Linked DNA regions of Mus musculus: region 2 is linked to region 1. Evidence: chromatin contacts called from public Micro-C data. All regions are on one chromosome and are shown on one strand. The core of a region is the stretch at or near the end of the contact, and the rest is flanking DNA. Distances in the headings are between cores, read along the strand shown.

Evidence for each region. A called contact is a pair of places that touch in the nucleus more often than the background predicts.
Region 2: a Micro-C map of the G1E-ER4 cell line shows a contact between it and region 1, with 2.4 times the contacts expected there. The contact joins two enhancer-like sites. A contact is called at or near these places in 3 of 39 promoter capture datasets (the C10 cell line, the HPC-7 cell line and embryonic stem cells), 2 of 15 datasets of contacts at CTCF or cohesin (CD8 T cells and large pre-B cells), 14 of 484 Hi-C or Micro-C datasets (B cells, the G1E-ER4 cell line, Th1 cells and 8 more), 2 of 115 datasets of contacts at active chromatin or transcription factors (acute myeloid leukemia and embryonic stem cells) and 3 of 9 other capture datasets (adipose tissue, embryonic stem cells and liver).

Annotation. Positions count from the first base shown.
Region 1 is chr13:51,703,560-51,709,377 of GRCm38.p6, reverse strand. It overlaps Sema4d (sema domain, immunoglobulin domain (Ig), transmembrane domain (TM) and short cytoplasmic domain, (semaphorin) 4D), which reads left to right. Exons shown (of 16, transcript NM_013660.5): 13 at 388-503; 14 at 4,133-4,305; 15 at 4,382-4,425. Among named protein-coding and RNA genes, the nearest start is that of Secisbp2, 55 kb to the right of the region's middle. Within about 2 kb of position 3,092, at least 23 of the 459 cell types and tissues checked have an H3K27ac peak or open chromatin away from gene starts, as enhancers often do. A contact at or near this core is called in the G1E-ER4 cell line, where this site is marked.
Region 2 is chr13:51,832,100-51,837,917 of GRCm38.p6, reverse strand. No RefSeq gene overlaps it. Among named protein-coding and RNA genes, the nearest start is that of Gadd45g, 12 kb to the left of the region's middle. Within about 2 kb of position 3,592, at least 13 of the 459 cell types and tissues checked have an H3K27ac peak or open chromatin away from gene starts, as enhancers often do. A contact at or near this core is called in the G1E-ER4 cell line, where this site is marked.

The DNA.
Region 1 (5,818 bases), core at 1,843-4,342:
GGTGTAACCTTGTTGGTGAAGGTCATTGGAATCCACCATAGGACAGGGTTGTCCTCTTCTGAGTGCCCCATTGAGGGGATGGCTTGAGTTATCCACGAGTGTGAGTGGTTGCCGCCAAGGCTGGAGTCTCTCTCCTAGTTTCATTTCTGTTGCCGGGCGTGGTGGCGCACACCTTTAATCCCAGCACTCGGGAGGCAGAGGCAGGTGGATTTCTGAGTTCGAGGCCAGCCTGGTCTACAAAGTAAGTTCCAGGACAGCCAGGGCTACACAGAGAAACCCTGTCTTGAAAAAACAAAAACAAAAACAAAAACAAAAAAATTAACCAGGGTGCCACCCTGGGCCTGTCCCTCTAGGGCCTCCTTGCTCACCTGTGTTCTGACCTTGCAGACCGGGGAGCTCTGCATAAAGCAGTCATCCTCACAAAAGAGGTGCATGTCATCGAGGAGACCCAACTCTTCCGGGACTCTGAACCGGTCCTAACTCTGCTGCTATCGTCAAAGAAGGTAATGTGGGTTTGGTTGGTTGGTTGGTTGGTTTTAGGGGTGGGGGTCAGGTCCAGGCGCTTGTCTCCCTTGTAGCTTCTCTGTGGCTAGGACTGGCTAGGATGGGTCTCTCAAGGCTTGGCAGCCTCTGGCCCAGGTGAACTTGGCGTACACAGCATGGGATCTGAGGCTTGGGAGGAGGCATGGGAGAGCCAGGGGCCTTGATTGTACTAAGCCACTGGAGCTTTTGGGAGGTCCCTAACCTGGGGAAATGTCTGTGCCTTGAACCTGAAAAAAAAATGCAGATTGTGCTGGTGGGACATGACATTTTGCTAATTTGTAAGGAGAAATAACAGGGGCTGGTGAGATGGCTCAATGGTTAAGAGCATTGACTGCTCCTCCAGAGGTCCTGAGTTCAAATCCCAGCAACCACATGGTGGCTCATAACCATCTGTAATGAGATCTGATGCCCTCTTCTGGTGTGTCTGAAAACAACTACAGTGTACTTACATGTAATAAATAAATAAATCTTTTTTAAAAAAAAAAAAAGAGAACTAACAGGTCACCCTCTAGAGCTCCTGCCATACCGCCCTGTGCATCGGGCAGCCTTTGCAGAGGCCTCAGTCACGGGGGCTCAGCTCTGCACTGTGGCTCCCACGAGCCACGGAAACACATAGATGACCAAACCTGCCCTCGAAGCCATGCTATGTATTGCCCGAAGTTTTCATAAAAAGCTCCAGCCAGATGGTAGTAGTGCAAACCTTTGATCCTGGCACTCGGGAGGTGGAGGCAGGTAGATCTTTGTGAGTTCAAGGCCAGCCTGGTATACATAGTGTGTTTCAGGGCAGCCAGAACTATGTAGGGAGACCCTGTCTCAAAAATGAATGAATGAATGAATGAATGAATGAATGAATGAATAGGTATTTTTTAAGCCCCTAAGTGGGGTGCAGTATGGTTCATACCTCTAGTTCCAGACCTTAGAACATTGGAAGCAGGAAGATCAGGAGTTCAAGGCTAGTCTTAGCCATATAGCAAAGTCAAGGCCAGCCTGAGCTAAGTGAGACCCCATTGCAAAAAATAAAACAAGGTATATAGGAGTGAATAGAAATGGCCTGGGTGGGGCTGGAGAGATGGCTCAGTGGTTAAGAGCAGTGACTGCTCTTCCAAAGGTCCTGAGTTCAATTCCCAGCAACCATTGTGGCTCACAACCATCTGGAATGGCATCTCTGATGGATGCCCTGTTCAGGTGTATCTGAAGACAGCGACAGTGTACTCTATAAATAAAATAAGTCTTAAAAAAAAAAAAAAGCCTGGCAGTGATGGTGGCACATGCCTTTAATCCCAGCACTTGGGAGGCAGAGGCAGACAGGTTTCTGAGTTCAAGGCCAACCTGGTCTACAGAGTGAGTTCCAGGGCAGCCAGGGCTACACAGAGAAACCCTGTCTCAAAAAACCAAAATGAAAAAAAGAAAAGAAATGGCCTGGGAGCTGGGCTTGGTCCACTGGCTGGAACTTGTTCCTTGTCCTCTGGCCTTGGGAAGATGTGGACACCACATTTTACATCTAGGATAAAACAAGGAAGTTCAGAACATGGGTTGTCTCCAAATCCTGACTACACTGCCTGCTGTCATGTTACCCTGGGCATCACTATATGGTCCTCTTAAGGTGGTCTCTGTGTGTGTATGCTTTTCATTAATGTGACTGTTAAGAGGACATGTGAGCCTCCTAAGTGCTGAGGGCTGGCTTTGAGCAGCACAGAACCCAGGGAAAGCTAGGAGCAGGATCAGCTGCCACCTGCCCTGCTTCATGCCTGCTGGCCAAAGGTGCTCCCCTCCCCTTGCTAGGGCTCTGCTGTACCCCCCTGAGAAGATGGGTCCAGGGCCACACTTTTGGCTTCAAGTGCCAGTGCTAGCCTCTTGCCTCTACCCTTGTCTCTGATGCCTGGCTCTGGGACACTGCTGAACTGTGGCCTGGTGTGACTGTCCCCGTGGACTGCACATCTGTGGGCCCTGTGTTTCCAATTCAGTTCTCTTTAAGTAGCTGGCCACAGCAGTTACCAAGGGTCCATCAGTCTCACTTACCCGTGTGCTGGGCTTCTGCTAGCACCAGGTACAATGCTGGTCCTGGCTTGCACCCAGGAACATGGCACGCTCCTGTCCTGGAAGTCAGAGCGATGTTGATAGGCGTGGTCACATTGGCAGGCTGGATTCAGAGATGACTGATAAGGATGTGTCCTTATCACAGGTACCTACTGTCTGGCTCAAGACAAGACTGGCATTTAAAGGTTGTGCCCTGTGGATTCCAGCTGTAGTGCTGTGTCACTTACAGAGTCCAGGAGAGCAGTGGGGGGGGGGGGGGTCACATTAGGAGTGGGAAGCAACTGGAGAGGGCTTTTATGTGGTTTTCTCAAGACACAAATGAAAGTCTCTTCACCCAAGATAGAGCACCAAGGATAGACCAGTCGAGCTCAGTGAGCCAGTGAGTTTTGGGGAGGTAGCTACAGGGAAGAAGGAACAGGGGATTATTTACAAGCCCGTGGGTGGTTCGGAGGCAGCTGCATCCATATATCTCCCTTCACAGCTGGTAGGCAGCTCGGCAGGGCAGAGTCTCCTCTCTACCGCAATTGTGTGCTGCTTATATAACCTTGGGGCAGCGGGCACTTGTGAATCTTAAACCTCGTCAGGCTTCCTAAATTTCCTTCACTTTGAGTCTTGTGAGGCTCCCTCGGCGCTCCGGGAGGACGTGTTTCGATTGGGCAGACATAGAAACAGAGCTGTCTCTTCTGGGAAGAGGAGCTGCTTTGGGCGTGCAGTGTGCTTAGCCCAGCTACGGAAGGGTGGCGTCAGATCCCAGGCCCTGCAGTTCCTCCACTGGCGTTTGAATCCTCCTGGGACAGGGGACACCCTGCTTTTCCAAACAAGATTTGTGTCTTAATGTGCTTTTCTGTCACTGCGATAAACCACTCTGACCAAAAGCAGCTTGCAGGAGGAGAAAATTTCCTTCGGTTCACACTTCCAGGTTGTAGTCGTTGAGGGAAGCCAGGGCAGAAGCTGAAGCTGAAGCAGAGACTGCGGCGGGGGGGGGGGGGGGGGGGGGGGCGGAATGGATTATTAAGCTTGCCCGCTGGCTTCTGCTTAGCTGCTATCTTATAAAGTCAGGGGTGGCATCACTCACACTGGGTTGCACCCACCCTAATTACTTAGCAAATAAGAAAATGGCCCACAGGCTGGGCGGTGGTGGCGCACGCTTTTAATCCCAGCACTTGGGAGGGAGAGGCAGGAGGCCAGCCTGGTCTACAGAGTAAGTTCCAGGACAACCAGGGCTACACAGAAACCTTGTCTCAGAAAAGAAAAAAGAAAAAAAAAGAAGAAGAAAATGTCCCACGGACATGTCCACAGGCTAATCTGATATAGGCAGTTCCTCAGCTGCAGTTGTCTGCCCCGCAAGTGTGGCAAGGTGACAATGAAAACCCATCAGGACACTGTCATTTAGGTCTTAGCGGTCGGGCCTTGTGGCCTATTCTGAGTCAGTGAGTCCTTCCCTCCATGCAGTGTTTGACTGTGCTGTCTTCCCAGGAGCTGGTGGAGAAGCTAGCAGCCCCTCCCAGTGCCTGAGTCCTCCTTACACTTGCCATCCGTCTCTCATACACAGGGGAGGAAGTTTGTCTATGCAGGCTCCAACTCTGGAGTGGTCCAAGCGCCCCTGGCATTCTGCGAAAAGCACGGTAGCTGTGAAGACTGTGTGTTAGCACGGGACCCCTACTGTGCCTGGAGCCCAGCCATCAAGGCCTGTGTTACCCTGCACCAGGAAGAGGCCTCCAGCAGGTATGCCTAAGGATGGGGCTGTGTGCCTATGCCCCATGCACAAGCCATAGAGTAATGTGCGCCTGCTGTCTTCTAGGGGCTGGATTCAGGACATGAGCGGTGACACATCCTCATGCCTGGGTGAGTGGATCTCCTTTGCTTCCCACCCCTGGGCTGGCAAAGCTCCCGGGGCGTCAGTTCCATGGTTTTCCTGTGCGGTCTGTCTTCCTTTCTCCTCTCTGAACAGAAGTCAAGTGTCACGCAGCAGACCTGTGACCTCTCCTTGTGGTGAACCTGTGATCTTTCTCTGTCCCTTTGGTTACAGAAAGAGGGCTCAAAGGCACACAGGGTGTATCGGTTCACTGGAAAGCACACCCTGGCCCACACCATGCTCCTCTGTTCTGCTTAGCTGGGCCCCGTAAACAAAACTGGAGCCTGCTAGGAATGAGAGCGAAGGAGCCCTTGGGTATGACCAGATAGCCCTAGCCTAAAAACAATACTCAGGAACAGTGTGGGACAGTGTCATGCTTCAAGATGAAAATCCTACCCTAGAAAGAAGTGCCTTAAACGCTAAGGAGATGGCTCAGTTGGTAGGATCTGAGTTCGATCCCCAGAACCCATGTAACAGCTGGGCATTGGTGGTTCATGCTTGTGATCCTAGCCCCAAGGAGGGTGAGGCAGGTGGATCCCTGGAGCTTGCTAGCCTCACACAGCCTAGCCGACTTGGCAAGTACCAGACAAATGAGAGACTCCATCACAGAAAAAGACAAAGAGGGTAACTGCTATCTGAGGATGATACTCAGATTTCTGGCCTCTTTCTATATAAACACACATGTACGTACACACACACACACACACACACACACACACACACACAGAGCAAATGGCATCAGATTGCCTTCAGGCATGTGTAAATGTCACACAAATTTCATGTGTAGCTTTCAGTCCCCTTCCAAAGATAGTTGTCTCGTTTTATATATGCAAATATTTCCAAGCCCAAAGCATTTTTCATCTTCCGTATTTCAGACAAAAGACACAGTTGTGGTTAGTTCTGGTGTCCTCTTGGGGCACCCCCTCCTGATGGCTGGCCATCAGGAAACGGCTGTGACCAGAGGTAGGCATAGAATCTTGCCAGAATTCTAGTCTGCCTTCCCAGCCCCGTACCCCCTTCTCTGACTAGCCACATCAGAGTAAGAAGAGGGTCCCTGGTTGCTAGCTGGCCTGCTTTAGCCATTAGCAGAAGTATTTGTCAGCTGACTGGGTGCCACTGTGAGGGAGCTGAGCCGTGCCCAGCCCCTTCCTCAGCCTGCTGACCTTTCTCCAGGGCCAGGGTGAGAACAGAAATTCTCAGAGCTGTCGCCAGTTCCTTCAGTGTATGGAAGGGGGACGGGGTGGGGGCTGCTCTAGGGTCATGGATGTCTTTACCTTGGTCCTGAAGATTGCACCTGGCTCCAGTGGGTGGAAGTCTCATGCCGTCCTGTGGGTATTAACCTGTTTTTTGAAAGCAGTCGAGCGGTCAGACGGAGTTGTTGAC
Region 2 (5,818 bases), core at 2,343-4,842, 130 kb before region 1:
CAAGCCCCTGCCATACTCCCCATCCTAGTTTTATGACCTCTACCCACACTGGCTCACATATATAAATGTTAAATGATCTGCACACGAAAGAGGACCTCTGACTTCTGTCTTTCTGAGTGTGGATTACCTATATTATAACATAATAGTTTCCAGACCCAACCCCTTTCTTGCACATTTTTTTCTTTGTGGCTGAATAAAATTCCATCATGGAAACATACCACGCTTTTGTTATCTGAGGTGAGGGAGAAGGGGTGAGGGAGAAGGGGTGAGGGAGAAGGGTGAGAAGAGACAAACACAGATGACATTTGAGGATGTTGTAAGAAAACCGGATACTTTGTAAACTCGTTTAAAAAAATGTTTTCAAAAGGGCTAGAGGAGAAGGAAGACTCTGTGGGGGAGAGGAAGCTACAGGAGAGGTCAGGAGACCAGGCAGGATGTGAGGGGAGAGATTGTGATGGCACACAGGCACGAGAATGTCACCCTGAGCCGGCTGGGGAGGCTGCTCTGTGTGTGAGCTCCAGCCACACAAGTGTAAGGAGCTGAGTTTGGATCCCCAGAACCCACACACGGTGAGACAGGAGATGGAAAGAAGGGGACCCCTGGAAATGGCAAGCCAGCTAGCCTGATGAACACAGAGACAAACAAGGAACCCTGCCAAAGTAGACGGCAAGGATGGCCACCCACGGTTGGTTTCTGACCTCTCCTTACACATTGTGGCATGTGACGCCCGTACTCAAACATCTTGCAACAGAAACCTCTTCGGGAGGAATGTGAAAAGGAGGCAGACATAAGAAAAAGGACTGTGGCTGGGGGTGAGACCCAGCAGGACTGACTGGGTACCAGGAATCACAGACAGCAGGCTCAGTGTGAGGATCCATGTTGGTATGGAACAGGTTTAGGATTTGAGGCCACTCAAAGAACATCACCATTGGGTAGTGGAAGATGTGGGAAACTATGAGATTTGTTAAGGCCATGGCTACCTCTGAATTCAAGTAGACATGAGAGGGCAGACTGCTGTAGAGCCCTTCGGTGTGCCTACGCTCTCTATTCCATGGTAATAGCAGGGTTGGAGTTTGCTTAGATTGGGGGGCAGGGGGGAAGCTGGCCTGGGCTACATCTCCAGCCTGAATTAATACCTGAACTCTGCACAGGTCTCCACCAGTATACAACATTCCTTGTGTCTCATGTGAATAACAATGGTCTCAGGACCTAGACTGTACCACAGACCACCAGACAATGAAGGGTGAGACCAAGCAACATCTCAAACACAAAGCACACACTGGGTGGGTAGTTCCCACTGTGGCCCATCACCATGTCACCTAGGGGGAAGGAGGGGCCCACAGGGCTGTGAACCATAAGATGGTCCTCAGACCCCTCATCCAAATTCCTTTTCCATGCTTGCTTTATCCTGGCGCTCACCCTCAAATATATAGATATATTTTTTCTTTTTTTAAAAAAATTTATTTGTTTTTATTTATATGAGTACACTGTAGCTAACTTCAGACACACCAGAAGAGGGCATCGGATCCCATTACAGATGGTTGTGAGCCACCATGTGGTTGCTGGGAATTGAACTCAGGACCTCTGGAAGAGCAGTCAGTGATCTTAACCTCTAAGCCAACTCTCCAGCCCCTACATTTTTTTTCCTTGTCTGCCCAGTTGAGTAACATATCCATGTCTCCTTTTCTCAATCACAGAACATCCATTGAAGTCTACATGCTATCCTAAGACAGTCATGCTCAGGAAAATCCCATCTAGATGGAGCTTGTACCCAATTGTAGTTCGTCGTGGCCACACATTGAGATGTTGTGAAGCATCCCAAGGATTCCCGGGTTCAGAACCATGGGGCACACTCGAGAACAACGTGTTTTATTCTCAGGTCTGAAATCACTCTCAGGTGCTCTATTGTAGCTCGGCCAAGTTTTGAAATCTCTGTCACTGTAAGGGTTTGGGGGGCCTATGCAGACTATAGTAACTCTGTTGGTTTGGGCCTCTGGTGTCCTCCAACGGCTCATGGTTGAGTGTTTAATCACCACTTAGTGTGTTATCTGGAAACAGTAGACTCTGCAGAATATAGGACCTGGTGGGAGGACGTTAGGTCATCAGGCATGTCCTGTGTGGTGGCTATTCCTGGACTGTCAACTTGACTGTATCAGGAATGAACTACAATTCAGAATTGGAGGGCTCACCTGTGATCCAGAGCTTGAGGCTGGAAGACACAAGTTTCTGACCTGGATCTTGGCATGGAGATCTTGAGGCACAGTGGCCACGAAAAGCTTAGGCCCAGGCAAGGTAGTATACACCTTTAGTTCCAGGAGACTTCGGCAAGGAGATCTCTGAGTTCAAGGTCAGCCTGGGACAAAGAAAGACCCAGATCCAGGCGTGGTGGCACACACTTTTAATCTGGGCCACACCTTCTGCTGGAGACCTACATAAGGACATTGGAGGGAAGATTCACTCTTCTTCGCCTGCTTGCACTTACTAGCCAGCACATCTGTTGGAATCTATTTCTACAGAAGAACAGCTGAAACAACTAGCCTCATGGGACTGAGCAACTACTAGATCCTTGGACTTCCCATTCACAGCTGACCGTTGTTGGAGAGTTGGACTACAGACTGTTAAGTCATCACAATAAATTCCCTCAATACAGAGAGACATCTTATACATTCTGTGACTCTGGAGAACTCTGACTAACACATTCTGGAAAGGACACTGGGACCCTTACATTTCCCCGTCTATCTCTTTGCTTCCCAACTTCCAGGAGTTAAGTGGCCTTTGTCCCACAAGCTGCTACAGCCACAATGCCCTGCTTATCACAGGAGCTCAGCTGAAACCTGAACCCAGAAGCCAGAATAACCTTTCTGGCTTTTAAGTCGATTTTCTTTTTTCCAGGAATTTTGTCACCGTGACAGAAAGCTGAGTAATAACACTGTCCCTCCGGTGGATGTCCTGTGCCCTTCTCAGGCTACTCAGGCACACACTGGGTGTAGGTGTGTCTGCCCCACCCCCACCCCCACCCCCACCACCCACTTAGCAGTCAAATCTCAAGTGGGATCCCCCGTTCATGATGTCTTATCTCACTGATACACTCCCCAGCCACCCTCACCTCACCACCAGGAAGCTCCAGTCACGATGGTCTGCCAGGGTTCTCTGATGTGAAACTGCTATCTGCCCATGGCATTTTGCATGGCAGCAGGTGGATACACACCATCTCCCCTCACAGGTTCCCAGCAGCTGACAATACACCAGAGTCTAGCTGGAGTCTGCAGGGAGAGTCTCAATTGGCCACCAGAACAGACAAGATTTCCCTGCAAAGACATAAGGAGGAGGAGGAGGTGGGAGGAGGAAGATTGAAGGAGGAGGGAAGAGGAGGAGGAGGAGGAGGAGGAGGAAGAGAGGACTGCTCTACAAACACTACATTTGTTCTCCAGCTTCCACAGGCATGCTTTCCCCCCTCAAACACATATGCTCATATACACACAAGAACATAGAGAGAAAGAAACTGCAAGCTCAGAGCATGCTGACCATGTCACAGGCTGCCCTAAGCTGTATCCTTGCCTAATACTGAAGGGAATAGGTATGCACAGTTGGGAGATCCCAGGGCATTTCCAAGGCAAAGTACTCATGGGCGTGACCCATGACTGGCAGGATGGAACGTCTCACAACCACATCGAATAGACATGTATCAGAAGTGGCTCCCTCTGCCGGGCGTGGTGGTGCACGCCTTTAATCCCAGCACTTGGGAGTCAGAGGTAGGCAGATTTCTGAGTTCGAGGCCAGCCTGGTCTACAGAGTGAGTTCCAGAACAGCCAGGGCTAAACAGAGAAACCCTGTCTTGAAACCTCCCCACCCAAAAAAAGAAGTGGCTCCCTCCCCGGGTTCTAACCCAACCAGACTCAGGTCGGAGGTGTGCGGTGTGTATGTGGGAGACAAGCTTGTATGAGAGCATCCCCCCACCCCATGCTGGGCCCTCATTTCTCCTTCCTTCTTCCCTTGTGCCTGGCTGTCACCCTCACGAGGGCCCCACACATAGTCTGAGTCATTGAGGGACTGTGCCTGGGGTCAGGGTCACAAAATCAGTATGAGCAGATGGGCCTGGCCAGGCAGGCAGGCAGCCAGCACCCAGCAGGGCCAGAATGAATGTGGGGCCAGGGGGAGGAGCAAACCTGCAGGGCAAGCAGATGGCCCCAGCCAAGCACCCTTCCTGGGACACATGCTCTGATGGAACTTTTATTGCTGCAAATAGGGCTGAACTATGCAGATGTAATGCAAGTGACCCCTGGTGGCAACCACCCACCCCCACTCCCTCCACCCGGCCCCCACCCCTGGCCACCTGCTTTTGTAGCAATCGCTCAGGTCACTCAGAGGCAATAATTTAAGGCTGAGGCCAGCTGCCCACTCCATGGTTGTCTGATCTCCCCCGACCCCTCACACCGGTGCTAGCTCCGGGTCACCCCTCAGATCCATTGGCTGGGGGTGGGCATTGCAGGGTCCATGCAAGTTAAACACAAAGGCCCCTCTTGAACATCCTTGGTGGTTTCTTAAATCTACAAGGTTTTGATAGGGAGAAGGTGTTCCTTCCCTCTTGAAAGCCTATGGTTCCTTTTGGAGGTGTGGGGTTGTGTGTGTCCCTCCCCCCCCACCCCCCGTGTCTTTGGTCTGAATATACACGGACAAAAATTCCTCACAAGACCACAAGCTCAAAATTCCAAGAGTGCTTTAGGGAGTGCAGAGATGGACCTGAAACCCACAAACACACGATAGCCACACCTATCTGTCTATCAAGACAAAAACAGAATGAAAGGCTAAGAAGGGATAGACCCCACGGGTCCTACACTTTCTGCTCAGTCACCAGCTTACTGAGGGTGGCTCCCAGGATCCAATCCAGGTTAGCAAATGGGGCCACAGGTGACAGAATACCCACCAGGGTGGGATTTGGGATATTTGCATAGAGTAATCATTCTCACAAGATCCACAGAAGAGACAACGGACAGATCTAAATTCCATATTCCCAGTAATCTCTGTAAAAACTTGTAAATTCCACCGCGATGCCTAGCGTTAATTGCCAATTTGACACCACCTAGAATCATCTGGGAGGAAAGCATCAGTGGGTGGTTGTTTACAGTGGGTTGGCCTGTGAGCATGGGGGGGGGGGGCGGGGGGAAAGGGCCTTTATTATATTAATTGCTGTAGGAATACCCAGTCTCCTGTGGGTGGCATCATTCCCTAGGCAGTGTAAGAGAATGGAGCCCTCAAGCTGAGCACAAGCAGGCAGACAAGCAAACAAGGGGGTATGCATTCATTTCTTTTCCACCCTGGATTGTGGGTGTGACTGACCAGCTATCCCAAGCCCCTGCTGTTGTGATTTTCCTGTAGTGATGGACGGTAACCTGGAATTGTGAACTAAAATAAGCCCCTTTTTCCGAGTTGCTTTTGGCCTGGGTCTTTTGTCACAGCAACAGAAGAAAACTAGCACAACCAATTGAAAGATAGAACGGCGTTAGCCCTAGGAAGGCAGCTTGTACCCCGTCAGCGGTGCCACTTGTGTGCGCATGCGTGTTTGTTTATGCGCGCATGCGAAGTATGTGCTTGCATGTGTGCACGTACCCGTGGAGGCTGGAGCTGATGTCTACTATCTTCCTCGCTTGCTCTGTACCTTATTTTTTGAGACAGGGTCTCTTGCTGAGCATGGATCTCACCAATGTGGCAGACTGGCTGGCAAGTGTGCCTTCTAGATCCTCCCGCCTCCATTTCCCAGGACTGGGGTTTCAGGCCCACGCCTCCACCCCATCATTTTACATGAGATCTGAACTTAGCT